Linked DNA regions of Siniperca chuatsi: region 1 is linked to region 2. The links are chromatin contacts, called in public Hi-C maps. All regions are on one chromosome and are shown on one strand. The core of a region is the stretch at or near the end of the contact, and the rest is flanking DNA. Distances in the headings are between cores, read along the strand shown.

Region 1 (7,182 bases), core at 4,099-6,598, 44 kb after region 2:
TTAGATATTCTTTGAGAAATATAAGATAAGAATTTTGTCAGTTCCCCTCAGAGTGCCTGAAGACAAATGACTTTGAGATTAAGATCAGATGTGACAGTGAAAAAAACGTACAAAAAAAGAAATGGCAAGAGACAGAACTGGCTGGCTGAACAGCAGTCCCTTGGTATTTCAAGCTTCATTTCATTCATTCATTTTTCCTCAAATATATTTGATATATTTGATTAAAACAGATATAAATAAATGGATCACTGTGATCATAGCTGATAACATCATGCAGATTCACTATGTTTAGGTGTTTAGCAGAGTTTCACTGTGTTATTATCGGATGAAGCAGGCAGTCATTTGAGAACCACAGATTGTCATGGCATGCTTGAATAGCTTCTTACTTGTGAATGACGTATTACGACTTCATGTCTATATGTACTTTCTTAGGAAATGGCAGTGCCAGTGGTGTGTGTGTGCATGTGTACACAAGTCCCAGCACACAGGTGCACTGCCAGATGATACCATCATGTGATGTGTGTGTGTGTGTGTGTGTGTGTGTGTGTGTGTAAATGTGTTATGTGTGGAAGAAGACAACACATGTGGGCGACTCTAACACTTTTTGTTCTTAATACCACATCCTATATGTATGTAATAAATTCATTTAAATATTATTAGTCATTTTTACTCAAAATCTGTCTGCAGCCAGTTTATGCAGCTTCTACATGTAACATCAATGCTGATAAATTAACTGTGTCCTCTCCCTTAACTACAGAGCACTGATTGACAAGTTGACGACCACCAATCACTCTGATTGCATGTGGAAATTGTAAATCCTAACATTTGGACCTTTGAAAGATATTCACCTGCAGTACACTAGCACGTGGAAGATAAAAAGTGATGGTTTCTTTCAGTAGCCCGGCCACCATGCATTTCCCTCTCAGGCTTGTTGAGTTAACACTCTTTATTATACAGCGATAATTATTTGACATGTTTTATTAGTGATTTTATCAGAGTGCAAAACTCCATACATAATTACTGCCTAGCTTGTAGTCAGCAGTCTGGCTACAGTGGCAGGGTAAGAACGAGGCTGATGCGTTTGTGATGAACTATGAAAGGTTGGACAAAAGTGCGACCAGTCATCATGTGTACTGATAACTGGTATATCATGGTGAAATCTGACAAACACAGCCCTCCAAAGCAAGCTATATTCACTTCTGTCTCTCACATCAGCTAACAACATGCTATGCTAACTAGCATCACTGGCAGCATGTAGCCATGCCCACCAATCAAACAGTCTTTCTCAGCTACCTCTCCTTAGCAAACAACAAAGCATACACTTTCACCAGCTAATGCCATCAGCTAACAACATGCTAGCTAACAATGACCACCTAACAACAAAGGATGTATTATAAGAAATGGATACTATTTACCTGGATCCATGGAAAATTTTTGTCATTAAATGTTAATTTAAAATACCATCAACCACTAATTTTCAATATTAATTCACAACAATTTACAAATAAGAAGCTGTGAAGCATGTGCTTTTTCTTAATAAAAATACCTGTAACCTATTAAACCCAGTCCACTGCATGGAAGCAGTGGTTTCTGGTTTCACAAACCAGAAGGCGTTTTGCTGTTTCTGTACAGTTGATAAGAGGAAGCGTGTTGCCAGGAAGCAGACGGATGGTTGTTGGATATGGTGTGTGAGTTGAGGTGTTCTGAATCTTTTGTGCAACTGTCAGTGTGAGTGATGCCACATTTACTTCGACGGACATGCAGCAAATGGCCTGTGCTCAGTCTGACATCTCCGGCACAATCTTAAGAATGCCTTTACACTTCTACACAGAGGATGTTATGACCTGATGTACAGCAGAAGAGGAAGACAGGGCTTTTGTTTGAAAGCTCTTTAAATCTTACAGTCATTAAACTTTATAGTACCTTGAAATCTTGTCTGCCTTATGCAGTTATTCTGTTCCGAGACTCTTTTTGTTCCTGCTCTAGACTGAACTTCTGACATAAACTCATGTTAAGGCCCCAGAGGTGGAGGGCCGAGGCTCTTGGCTTTATTTTTACTAATCATTTAGCTCACACTCAGTTTTCAGTCTGGCCCCTCGTAAAAGTGGCACTAGCTGTTGTTTGGCCTCCCACATTGCACTGTCCCTCTGCTCTTATTTAGCTCAGGGGATTACTGAGCCAACATGAGCTGGATTAATTGAGGAGAAGGAATTCCTTTTGTACAGTGAGAGCAGGAAATAAACTGAGGGTGGTGCAATGCATCTGACATTTTGATTACCATGAGCTTATCTGTTTAACCTCACCTTGCGTTGGTTTATAATCTCAACCCCTGGGTTTAGATGGTCTAAAGAAAGTAAACTTTACAACTAGAGGTGTATAAATGGCCATTATTTTTGTATCTTGTATCTGTGTCGAACAGCATTAAATCTGCCTCTCACTGGGTTTCACCTGACTCCACATTAATCTCAGGAGTGATTTTTATGAAGAGTGCAGCCTGTCACAGTTAGCATCTCGTCTATTATGGCTTAATCTCTGCATAGTGTTTGGTTAAACAATTAGGAAAGTGTATAAGATGGAGGTGCTTGTATGGGTCACATACATATGTGGAAATCCTGTCCAAGTGCGAAGATAAATAGCATGACGTCAAGCGCTACATGTGAAATGCTGATGTGATATACAGTTTTCACAAGATACAAAAATAACCCTCTTTGATCTTTGAAGGGAATGTGTGGGCATTTGTGTATTCAACATTTGTTTTAAGTCAACTCTGTGTAAGTGTGTAAGATATGGGATGGGGATGCATCTATGGGTTAATTAATATCCGGAAAAGGACAAGCCTCATGGACAGTAGCTTTCCCAGCCTTTTCTATTGGTCTCTAAACAAATTAGAGGGAGACAAAAACACTAGAGCCGAGCTTTGTTATTGAATTACATCTGACATGCTCCCCTGAGAGTATAATTCACATGATACTAAAAGGCTCGGGCGAACTACAACATGAACAAATTAGTTTGTTTTGTACTTATCTCGTAACGGGACCGCTGGAAGGGAAAAAGGGATTTAGAGGCAGTTTGGAGAAGTAGTGTATTACAAAGATTACCCACGGCTGTGGTCATGTATTGTCCTTCATGGAGATTTAATGTGCTTAACTTAGGTTTTCTTTTCTTTTTTTTTTTTTTCTTCAGCTTAACCCTGTCATGACAAACATGAAATATGTGCCTTTACAGCTTGTACAGGCAGAGTTGTCATTTCGTCTTTGACCTGAGAGCAAAGGTCGGTTATTTGAAATAAGATTAAAAGAAAGAATAAAGCACTGAGGTGGATGGGGAATAAAAGTTTGTAATAACAGTAACCAAGCCTGTCAGTATGTGCCCAGGGGAATCCTTCACATGAAACAGTTCAAATCAGCTCTACTTTATGGTTGCATGACATTTATCTCCTGCTCTGCTCTTACCATAAAGGAATAGTTTGACATTTTTGGGAAATATCCTTATTCATTTTCTTGCTGAGAGTTAGATGAGAAGATTGATAACTCTTATGCTTGCGTGTAAAGTACAAAGCTCTAGCCAGGAGGCGGTTAGCTTAGCTTAGCATAAAGACTGGACGCCAAACAGCTAGCCTAACCAACAATTATTGGATTTAGGAGGAGTTAAGTGTCGTAACTGGCAACCTCACTGTCATCACTGTGAGATACAACGTGTTAATTAGTGAGCTTTAGGGGTGCTGGTAGGAGGATTTTGTTATCTTTGAACAGAGCCAGGCTAGCTGTCATCTCCTTTTCCTAGTCTGTATGCCAAGCTAAGCTAAGTGGCTGTAGCTTCATATTTACCATACAGTCATGAGAATGGTATCAACCTTCTCATTTAGCTAACAGTACGGTAAATATGAAACAGCAGCCAGCACCAAATTAGACTGAAAATGGGAAACAGCAAGCCTGGCTACACACAAAACTAAAAGTGTGTTTTTTAATAAGACTTCCTTGAGTCTCTGCTGGTTGCCTGACTAGCTGTTTCCCCCTGCTTCCAGTTTTTATGCCAAGCTAAGCTAATCACCTCCTGGCTCTAGCTCCATACTTAATGGAGAGACATGAGTGGTATCAATCTTCTCACCTAACTCTCAGCAAGAAAGGGAATAAACATGTTTCTTAAAATTTGGAACACTTTCTGTAAGCCAAACTGGAGAATTTAACATTTCACAGTTTAACGGTGTTATTTAAGATTTGACTGTGTTTCCATTTAGCAGCTACCAAAGAGGTCAAAAGAAAGATTTTTATCTTGAGCACCTCACATCAAGTAGGTTTGGCTCCTACTGAAGCAATGTTGGACTTGATAATTTGCTTATGTTTTGGCTACAAGATCTGGTTCATGTTCATGCCAGCTTAATCCTAATGTGAGAGACTCAACTTGCTGCATGCTTTTCCTCTGCTTAACACAAAAAAGAAAATATTTTAGTTTATCTTTCATGTGAAGATTATCACCAGCTTCAAAATTGTGCATCCCCCTTGTTTCTTGTGCAGAAGCAGAAGAATGATAAGGAGGCATGGGCCCTCATTGCGCTGTGGCACAATGTTATCATGAAGGAGACAGCGTTTCTTGATGCAACAGGGGGTAGGCATGGAACTCAGTGGAAACATTTATCCTCTCAGTGGTCGTGGGCTATCTCAGCCGTCATCTCCAGGAAGATGATTTCACTAACTGAATTTCCTCTTTGAGGTTTCCTGTGATGAAAGCAATTGTAATGTTGTTGCTATGAGAAGACAACACTCCGTTTCTAAGGAAACACTCAAAACAGAGAGTGCACAGGCCTCATTCGCAACACCACAGGCAAATTCACTAGTCACATAGTGACTGCAGCCCTCCTCCTTGCAAGTGCTGTTAAACTGCAGTTTCACTGGTATTTAGCCTCAACTGCTCTTTCCTGTGTGTTTACATGTGTTTGTGGGTGTGAATCCATCTGTGTGTTTATGTTAGAGGTGGTTACACACTGTTGTTTGAGATTAATCGTTTTAAACTTTGATTTCAGATTTGGCAGTCTTGCATTCATGCTATCTGCCTTCTTTTCATATTACAGACCCTCAGAAGCTAGCTGAAGGAAGAGGTAAAAACATATGCCTGCCTCGTGGACACACATTTTTTTGTTCATTTCCGTGCTGGTCTGACTGTCAACCGCAAAGATGTTTCAGCTGTATGCTGGTGGGGAAAAAAAGCAATATGTTCCCGTACCAACATGAAAACGCCCTTTTCTTTAGTTTCACTCCTCGTCTTGCCTAAATGAGTCTGTTTATACCACATTATAGGTAGTGAGCCGCACCTAACAAATCTGTGAGCCATTTCTTTTATGTGAAGAATTTACTATGATTGTGAATGAGGCTACAATCATGTGAATGTGTTGACTCCCTTTCTATGTGGGTGGTCAAGGCAGGAAGCAGACATGTGCATTCACTCTCAGTACTAGCAGAGACAAACAAAGCTTAGTCAAAGTTTCCACACTTGTTCATTAAGTGGTTGCTCCTGGCATTCGACATCTTACTGGAGACGCTGTGCTGATAGCAGCAATGTGAAGGCCAGCCTGCAGCCAGTAAAGAGGATGTTTCTAATGCTGCAGGAGGTAGTGGAATAGCAGAGATTATTTCATTTTATTTTGATGGTAATTTGAAGCTAGCGTTGCTGTTCCTGTGAGCTGCAGTGGTCAAACTTAGAACAAGGATCTGGTTTGTGGCTGTGTGCCAGATGCAGTCCAGCACTCCTTTCTGCAGTCTAATAATACCACAGATCACAGGACGTACAGTCAGGGAGAAATTTGTCTCCCAAATTGAGCTTTGAGTCTTCGTTATCTGCCTGCAGTCTGAGTCACAGTGCCAGACTCTCACCCCGCTGACAGCGCTCTAATGAGGATTCTGGATTTTCCGGGCTCCATACTTTATTTCCAGCTGCCCGCTAGAGCAGATTGGGACAAAAGAACTGGTCTCCGTAGTCAGGTGTCTTCCTCACAGTGTGTGTTTCTATGTGTTTGTTACCCTGCGAGGGAGAGAAGGCTGAGCCATGTGATCATAACGAGCACAGTCACAGTGTGTGTTGCCACCACTGCTGCGCCCGCTTTGTGGTTTTAACTGGCTGATTTGATCTTTCATGAGAACCAAAATGTTTCCCTGTTTGCTGTCTTGCTTCACACTGAACCCACATAAAAACAGAGCTGAATGAAAAGCAAAAAGGGGCAAATATTCTCTGGTTCCAGCCTCTCAAATATGAAGGTTTGCAGCTTTCATGCCGCACTGGGCATTAATATGTTTTTTAAACTAAATAACAAAACTTTATTGTCCCACCAGAGCAGAAAATGTCTTTTAGTCTCACCAATGAAGACAGTAAACACAATAAGACACAATACAAATAATAAACACAAGTATCACAAATCATAAGCAATATATGTGTAAAAGTTGATACAACTTATTGAAATCTCCCAGCATGGGGACATTGATTACACATGGCACAAAGGATCCCTTATATATCTTTTTGTTTACCACAGGTGTTTTATAGAGTCATACAGAAGGCATTAACAGTATTATACAGAGCATCTCCTGACTTTGGTTGGTGACCTGTAGTACAATATTCATGGCTGTTCTAACAAAACTAGCCTACTTGTTTTTGGGCTTGTTTTTGTCACTATAAACGTATTTCGGAAAGTGTCAGGTGAATGAAATTAGACCAAATATTAAAGTTGATATTTGTTTCTGTGCAGGAATTCTCTTTTCTACACTGGTGTTTGGGCCAGCGTGTGGCTTCATCCTTGGTTCCCTCTGCACTAAGTTCTATGTGGATGCTATCTTCATCGACACCAGTGAGTTTAATATTTCTCCAGTGCTGCATTATTTTAATGTGTTTTTCTGTGCATGTAGTGTATTGACTTCTGCTGTGCCTCTCTACAGGTAAGCTGGGCATCACTCATGACGACCCGCGGTGGATCGGGGCCTGGTGGGCAGGCTTCCTTTTGTGTGGTGCCTTACTCTTCTTCTCAGCTCTCTTTATGTTTGGCTTCCCTCAGTCGCTGCCAAACAAGGAGCGAGAGGAGGAGGCAGACAGTGAGCAGGTTATGCTTCCTCCCTCTCTGAATTCAGACTATGAGACTCCAAAGTCCAGCAATGGGGTTGTACGCAACCACGAGCCTGCCAACAGCCCCACCTGCTGTCA
Region 2 (6,873 bases), core at 3,084-5,583:
TGAAGTATTCAGGCTGATCTGGAGGCAGAAGTGCATCATATATGACACCAGCAAGCTTGTACAAGAAAAAGTGGCCCCTGGATGGATGTAATATATGTCTGAGATGTGGTGTGAGAGCCTATGAAGTGTGAAAGCTTTGAAGACCAGCAGCAAAATCCTCACTTTAGACTGACTGGAGAACAGTGAACCACACACAACTATATTTTACTGGTTCAGTTTTATGTTATTCACGCGGCTGATGTACAGATTTTTATGGGGCATCAAGTGTCACACTCCATTAAATGTATGATATGCCCACAATGCATTTTCATGACTCCAGGCAAGCACTTTATACTGTATATAAAATGCACTTAATGGTTTAAAGTGCTTACAAGTGCCCTTTGACAGCTTTTTACAAACACAAAATGGCAAAATGCCTGGTTACATTGTTTTTCATTTTGCTTATATGCATTTCACGTGTCATCAAAGCGCATCTTGTACACAGTGTGTTCAGTGACACAAAAATATCTTTTGTCACAAAAGTATCTTTTGTGACACAAAATGCTTGCCCAGTGTCAAAAAACATGTTTCATTTTAAGGGTTGTCAATTAAGATGCTAATTAATATTCTTATGCAATATTATAATTACATTCTAATTATTCCAAATGAATTTTCCTCATTCAGTGGCATGAAAAGTGGTAACACAGCCCATCTCCTGCTTGAATGCAGCCAAATTATTTTAATCTCATGACTGAAAGATGTGGTTTGCAAATGTCACATTTATATTTTTCTGTAGAAATCTTGTTCCCTCCCTGTAAGTGTCAGTGTCGTTATGGCAGCACATGGAGCGTCATGATTTCAGCTCCAGTAAAGCTAAAGGCAGCTCGTGCAGGTCTCAGCAGATTGCTGTTTATTCTGGGTCCTGTTGTGAAGCGACCCAGAGGGGTCAGAGACTGTGACAAGGACCTGCAGGGGCCAGACTGCCCAAGTCTTGCTTTGTTAACCTTGTGCCTTGTTACTGTCACATTCCTCGTACACATGAATAGAAACGAGGGGGAGCTGGCACCAGCTTACCTGCCATTTGCCCTCCCATGCTGCTGCTTTAATAGCCACAAAGATGGACATCTTCCTGACACCTAATGATAGAGGCTGAAGGGAGGAAAAGAAGAATGGACATTTTTGCAGCCTAATTTTGGGGGTCAGACCAAGTTTACTGGAGCAGGCCAGTGACAAATTAAAGGAATTTTTCAGGGGAAATGGTCTCTAGTTTCAGAGAGGAATTCACAGACCCTCATTAAAATAGAGGATGAAGTCTTAGCATGATTTAAGATCTAGTCAGTTCAGTGGGCATTTTTCAGTCCCTTAAACCTGCATTGTCACTATTTGCAAACTGTTATATACATCAGATACATTCAATCGCATTCTTATTACTAAACAAATACTCAGTTAACAATTATTTGCACCCAAGGGATTTTAAGAAACGTGTGATTGCTGTCAGAAGAGCATTTTTAATGTGATAAAAGCATGCAGTTCACTATTTTCTACATGGTCTCTGATCTTTGACTAAACATCCACAAATGCGAAAGCTGTATCAAATGTGAGCATGGCTGTTGTTTGTCAGTTTAGTTAGAGTTTAGAGTCAGGACAGACGCAGTCCTGTTCTCAGGCTGAGAGGAGGCAGGTACACTGAAAGTTTTCTGGTTGATTCACAAGCCTGCGCAGGATCATTTCCTCCCTGTGTCCATCAGAGAAAGATTCCACATACTCACACAAATGAGGTCCCATGGCATTACTTTGAGATATGGAGAAATGTAAAATTAATGTTTGAGAAATTTGTGGAATCAAGCAATTAGAAAGTTGTTTTTTAAAAACTACAACACCGTTCTTGGCTATTTGCAACAAGCCAAAAACATCTTTTGAGGCTGTGTGCTGTGTTAAAGCAGAAACCGATAGAAGCTGTAGAGTTGTGAGAGAAGGTTTTGGGATTATTACTGATATGAAACTGACGCATCACCTTGTGGGGATCAGTAAATAATCACATTATTGGAAAACAAACATTTTAGAATCAACACAAATGAAAATCATACATTTGTGCACATTTTATGCTTTATTTAAATCCTTATAAGCCATAAAACAAGGTTTAGACATTTCAGTACATGACCCATAATCAATGAATTAAACATGGGAGAGGCTCATAAATAAAGAAAACACTTTTTCAGTGTTTAGACTTGAATAAATACAAATATGTATGTTTTACTTTCAAGAATGAATTACAGGATTGAACAGGACACTTTTTCCAGCAATACAAAAGTTCCACTTGTGAATTAAAGAGCTTTAAGACGTTATCTTTGGTCATCATCATAAGTAAAGGTACATTTAAATTGTGCATAGAATTTCCTCCAATCTGAAGCCACAGCTGGTATATATAGCTTAAACATATTGCATACCTTGTTGCACACAATAGTATATTACTGCATAACAAGTATCTGCATAATGAATTAGACTAATTGCATCAGTCTTTTGTGGCTAGAAGTGCGGCTAACTTCAAAACCTGTCACCAAAAAACATCTGTAACCTCTGTGACATTGTTTTGTCTCCATGTTTTCTGAAGCTTAATGCCTTTTTTCATCTCTGTCTTTCCACACTTTTTTAGTGAAAAGCAGCTCCCATCTCTGCGGTGTCTCCACCTCAGGAAGCGTTATTGTTACCTTTGGCACAGTAACATGTGACACATCTGTTAATATTTCACTCACAGACTGTGATATCCATCCAGTCAAATACACATAATGTGTAACCTCTCTTATGCAGATATCATAGAAAACTCCTCTTCTGTCACAGTCTTTACTAAAATGAGTCTGTCCGTCTCCTGGTGAACACTGCAGACATGCTTTTCACTATGCCCTTGAACCCCAGAGGCCTCTTAATGGTCAGCTTGGCGTCCTTCATCCTGTCCACCAGCCCATGAAACACCATGAGCACGCTGTGGTAGTTCTCGGCCGCCGACACCTCGTAGAAGTAGCAGTCTGTTTTGAGAGCTAGCAACCAGCCCTCCTCACTCAGCACTGTCCGCCTGTGGTGCAGGTCCCTCTTGTTGCCCACAATAACTATGGGCGCTTTGTCTGCGTTCAGGTAGTCTTTAGTGGACTTGATCGTCTGAATGAGCCTGCTGACGGTGTTGAAACTGGCCCTGTCACAGATGCTGTAGACGAGAACGTAGCCGTCTGCCCACTGGACCTTCTTTTCAACGAGTGACGGCTCCACAGACAAATCCTGTGAAATCACACATTTAGTCCAAAGACACCTGTGGTTTTTTTGAGTTATATTTTATATTTCTGCATCACTACATGTGAGACAGTAATATTGTACTTTGTTCTGCCCTACATATCTTTAACAGCTATAATCATTAGTTACTTTGCAGATTTTACACATAAAACATATGATTATCTTCTAATATATGATACATTATTATAGATCAAACTACCCCAAAGTTGTTAAAATTAGCTCCACCCTGTCTAAATGCTGACATTAAGGTATCAGTAATGATAAAACAAAATTATAATATACATAATAATATAACAGTATGAAAGGGACTTTTAGGCTATTCATTTGAAACTTAAAGCACATTTTGCTGAACTTTTCCTTTAAGTAAAATTTTGAATGAAGAACATTTACTTGTAATGTAGTATTTTTACAAAGAAGTATTTTCTACTTTTACTTGAGTTGAGGATTTGAGGAGTACTTCCTCTACCACTGGTACCAGAATCATTGATAGCAACTGTCAGGTAGTTATTTACATGTCTCCTTACCTCAGAATAAGGTGAATCCCAAATATTGAGAGAGATTTCCCTCCCATCTACCATAAAACTGTGACTGTAGATGGATTCTGCAAGAGAACAAGTTAAGTTAATGGAAATGTAGATGAAGTTAAAAGGCTGCATTGCATCGGTGTCAGTAAAGTCGGACGGGACACTTACCAATATCTCCATACTCGCCGATGAATCTCCGAGTCAACAGGCGCACGGTCAGTGCTGAAAAACAACAATCTTTAACGCACCGTGTGCAACAGAAACATATATATATATATATAACTATTTCTCCATTACAGACATGTTTTTACCTGATTTCCCGACGCTTTCTGTCCCCATGACAACAATGTTGGCATCCATTTTCAGTGAAACAGCTGTGTCGATCCGCTGAGCTCCATGTGAGGCGGAGGAGGCTGCTGCTGTGCCGCTGCTGCCGGCTCAGAGCAGTTATTATAGGACAGACAGGTGGGCGGGGTAAACAAATCACCCATAACAACAACAACAGCAACAGCGATAATTCAGTGATGTCTCCCTCACGTGGTCTACCTCACGCGTCTCTCTGAAGAAGGAACCCGCTTCAGTAGCTTTAGTAGCCTATTATAATGATATCCCGGTGTTGTTATAAATGCCGAAAGGATCTTTTTTCTCACGTTTTCTTATAGGCGTATTTTTTGTCATGACATTTTAAGGAAATCAGCGGCGGAATGTAACTAAGTAGCCTATACTAACTCAATTTACTCAAGTACAAATTTGAGGCGCTTGTAGGCCTACTTTACTCGAGTATTTCCTTTTCATGACACATTTATCACAGCTGTAGTTTCTTTGCAAATAAATTATTTTACACAAGTAAATCTGATAATCTTATAAAATATGAGTCATGGTCATATAGCCTATTAAACTACCCAACGGTATAAAAAATAGTTGAAAATGCTGTTTACACATTAGTGCATCAGTAATAATAATCTAATGATATTATATATCATAACACTCACGGGGTTCATTTTTCTACATTGAGTACTTTTTTTATTCTTAATACATTTTGCGGGTGAACCTTTACTTAAGTAACACTTTTTATGCAGGACTTTTACATGTAATGGAGTATTTTACACTATGGTAGGCCTGTTGCAACTTTTACTTAAGTAAAGAACCTGAATACTTCCTCCACCACTGGATAAAATACATTAATAATTAATACAAGTTGCTCTAAAGTTAAAAGTCAAAGATTATCTGTTATGAGGCTGTAAAATGTAGTCTGAAGGTGAAATAAAGTAATTTTTGACTATATTAATTACGGGTCTAGTCACATATATAATCATTTCGTTTGTGTTATAGATGAAAAAAGGCATTTTGTGTTTCTCAACTTATAACAATTAAAATATGGGCCTGTTTTAAAGCTGTATTTACTTACTGTTGTAAATAAACCTTTAAAAGATATTAATAACTATAGTCTAGGTGGTAATCTGTGTGTTAATCAATTTGGGAGTAGCTGGTTTTGAAGTTAAGGTTTCACTTTTTTGTTTTACCTGGTTTGTATTTTGTCTGCTGTATTAACGTCAGTCAAGGCTCTTTCTGTTTGCTGCTGCAATATTAACATCAACCAGAAGGGGGAACTAGATTCCAATAAATGTCTCCCATAAACAGATGACTTTATTTGCTTCCTGGAGCCAGAAAAGGCAGTGGAGGCAGGCTGGACACTGATTGGCTGAACAGAAACAAACCTCCAGATAATTGGCTGTTTGTAGCATTAGGCTGTAACAACTGCTTCCCCGCGCGCGCGTGTGTGTGCATTCATGTTCTTATATCCCAATGGGGACCTGAATGCACACTAACCCTGCTTTTTGAGGGTTAAGACTTGGTTTTAGGGTACAGGTTACAGTTGGGTTAAGGTTAGGGTTGGCGTAAAGGTTAAGGTTAGGCATTTAGTTGTGATGGTTAAGGTTAGGGTAAGGGGCTAGGGAAAGCATTATGTCAATGACTGTCCCCCATGGGGATAGTGAAACAAACCTGTGTGTGTGTGTGTGTGTGTGTGTGTGTGTGTGTTCTTTAACCTGAATGCACACTAACCGCTGGGGACTTGTGTCACTGTGGGGACAAAAATTGAGGTCCCAATAGGTAGAGACTGCTTTTTTGTGTGTGTGTTTGTGTGTGTGTGTGTGTGTGTGTGTGTGTGTGTGTGTGTGTGTGTGTGTGTGTGTGTGTGTGTGTGTGTGTGATTTGTCTTTATCTTTTCCAGCTTTACTTTCTCCTCTGGTGGCTACAATTCCTTATTTTAATCAGATTTACTCACAGTAACTTGGTTTCTTGTCTTGTGTGCATGTAAAAGGCAAATACTACTATCAAGTCAGGTATAATTTTATGAAACACCTTTATTAAAACATGTACACGATGTTTTTCTGCATTTACCTCTGATTTCTTCCACACTTTACGGTTTTGTTGTAGTAAGACGAGCTCCTCAGTGACAGTACTGCTGCTGTAAGCTGCAGCAGTAAAACCAGTTCACAGAAACCCTTCATATTATTTCTGATATCATTTCCTGTCTCTTATCTCATGTAAATAAGATTATTCTGCGGCTGGAAGCTCCAAGAAGATGGGTATTCAAATATTTGGCTTCAGGCATAAATTTTGCAGATGTGGAATTTTAGGAAATACTTGAGTTTTAGCCTCACACTGCGAACATTGCAATGTTTAGTGTGTCAGAAGATAAATGTGTTCATTACATATTTAGCATGTAAATTAGAACTGTTTGAGCATGTATTTGTAGTAATCAACCTTATCCTTGTTTATTGATGCATCAACTGAATGTACTTATGATATGGAATAATACCCAATATAATGGAAAGGGTACTTCACATGGTTTTTAAATGTCTGTATTCATCATTATGAGGGGTGTTAGCACGTGTGGCGCTGACTCACTATAACTAAGAGATAACTAAGGCCATAATGTATCATGAAATATATGCAGATGTAGATTATAAACAAATGCATCATAGTTAATATCATGTACGTGGAATTTAAAAAACATGACGTACATAACCCCAAAATGAAAAACGCAATAATGTGATGAGAGTTTGAATGTTCATCAAGTCAC

Evidence for each region. A called contact is a pair of places that touch in the nucleus more often than the background predicts.
Region 1: a contact with region 2 is called in a Hi-C map of liver, with 3 times the contacts expected there. The contact joins the enhancer-like site here to the promoter of si:dkeyp-59c12.1 in region 2. A contact is called at or near these places in 3 of 3 Hi-C or Micro-C datasets (liver, skeletal muscle and an unstated tissue).

Annotation. Positions count from the first base shown.
Region 1 is chrLG4:12,717,148-12,724,329 of ASM2008510v1, forward strand. slco3a1a (solute carrier organic anion transporter family member 3A1) reads left to right here. Exons shown (of 11, transcript XM_044192127.1): 4 at 6,734-6,832; 5 at 6,921-7,182. Among protein-coding and RNA genes, the nearest start is that of st8sia2, 19 kb to the right of the region's middle. Within about 2 kb of position 5,349, the one cell type or tissue checked has an H3K27ac peak away from gene starts, as active enhancers do. A contact at or near this core is called in liver, where this site is marked.
Region 2 is chrLG4:12,674,351-12,681,223 of ASM2008510v1, forward strand. It overlaps si:dkeyp-59c12.1 (ras-related and estrogen-regulated growth inhibitor-like protein), which reads right to left and starts at 4,334. Exons shown (of 4, transcript XM_044192126.1): 1 at 4,097-4,334; 2 at 3,954-4,007; 3 at 3,786-3,862; 4 at 2,068-3,249. The coding sequence starts at 4,145. The coding sequence ends at 2,824.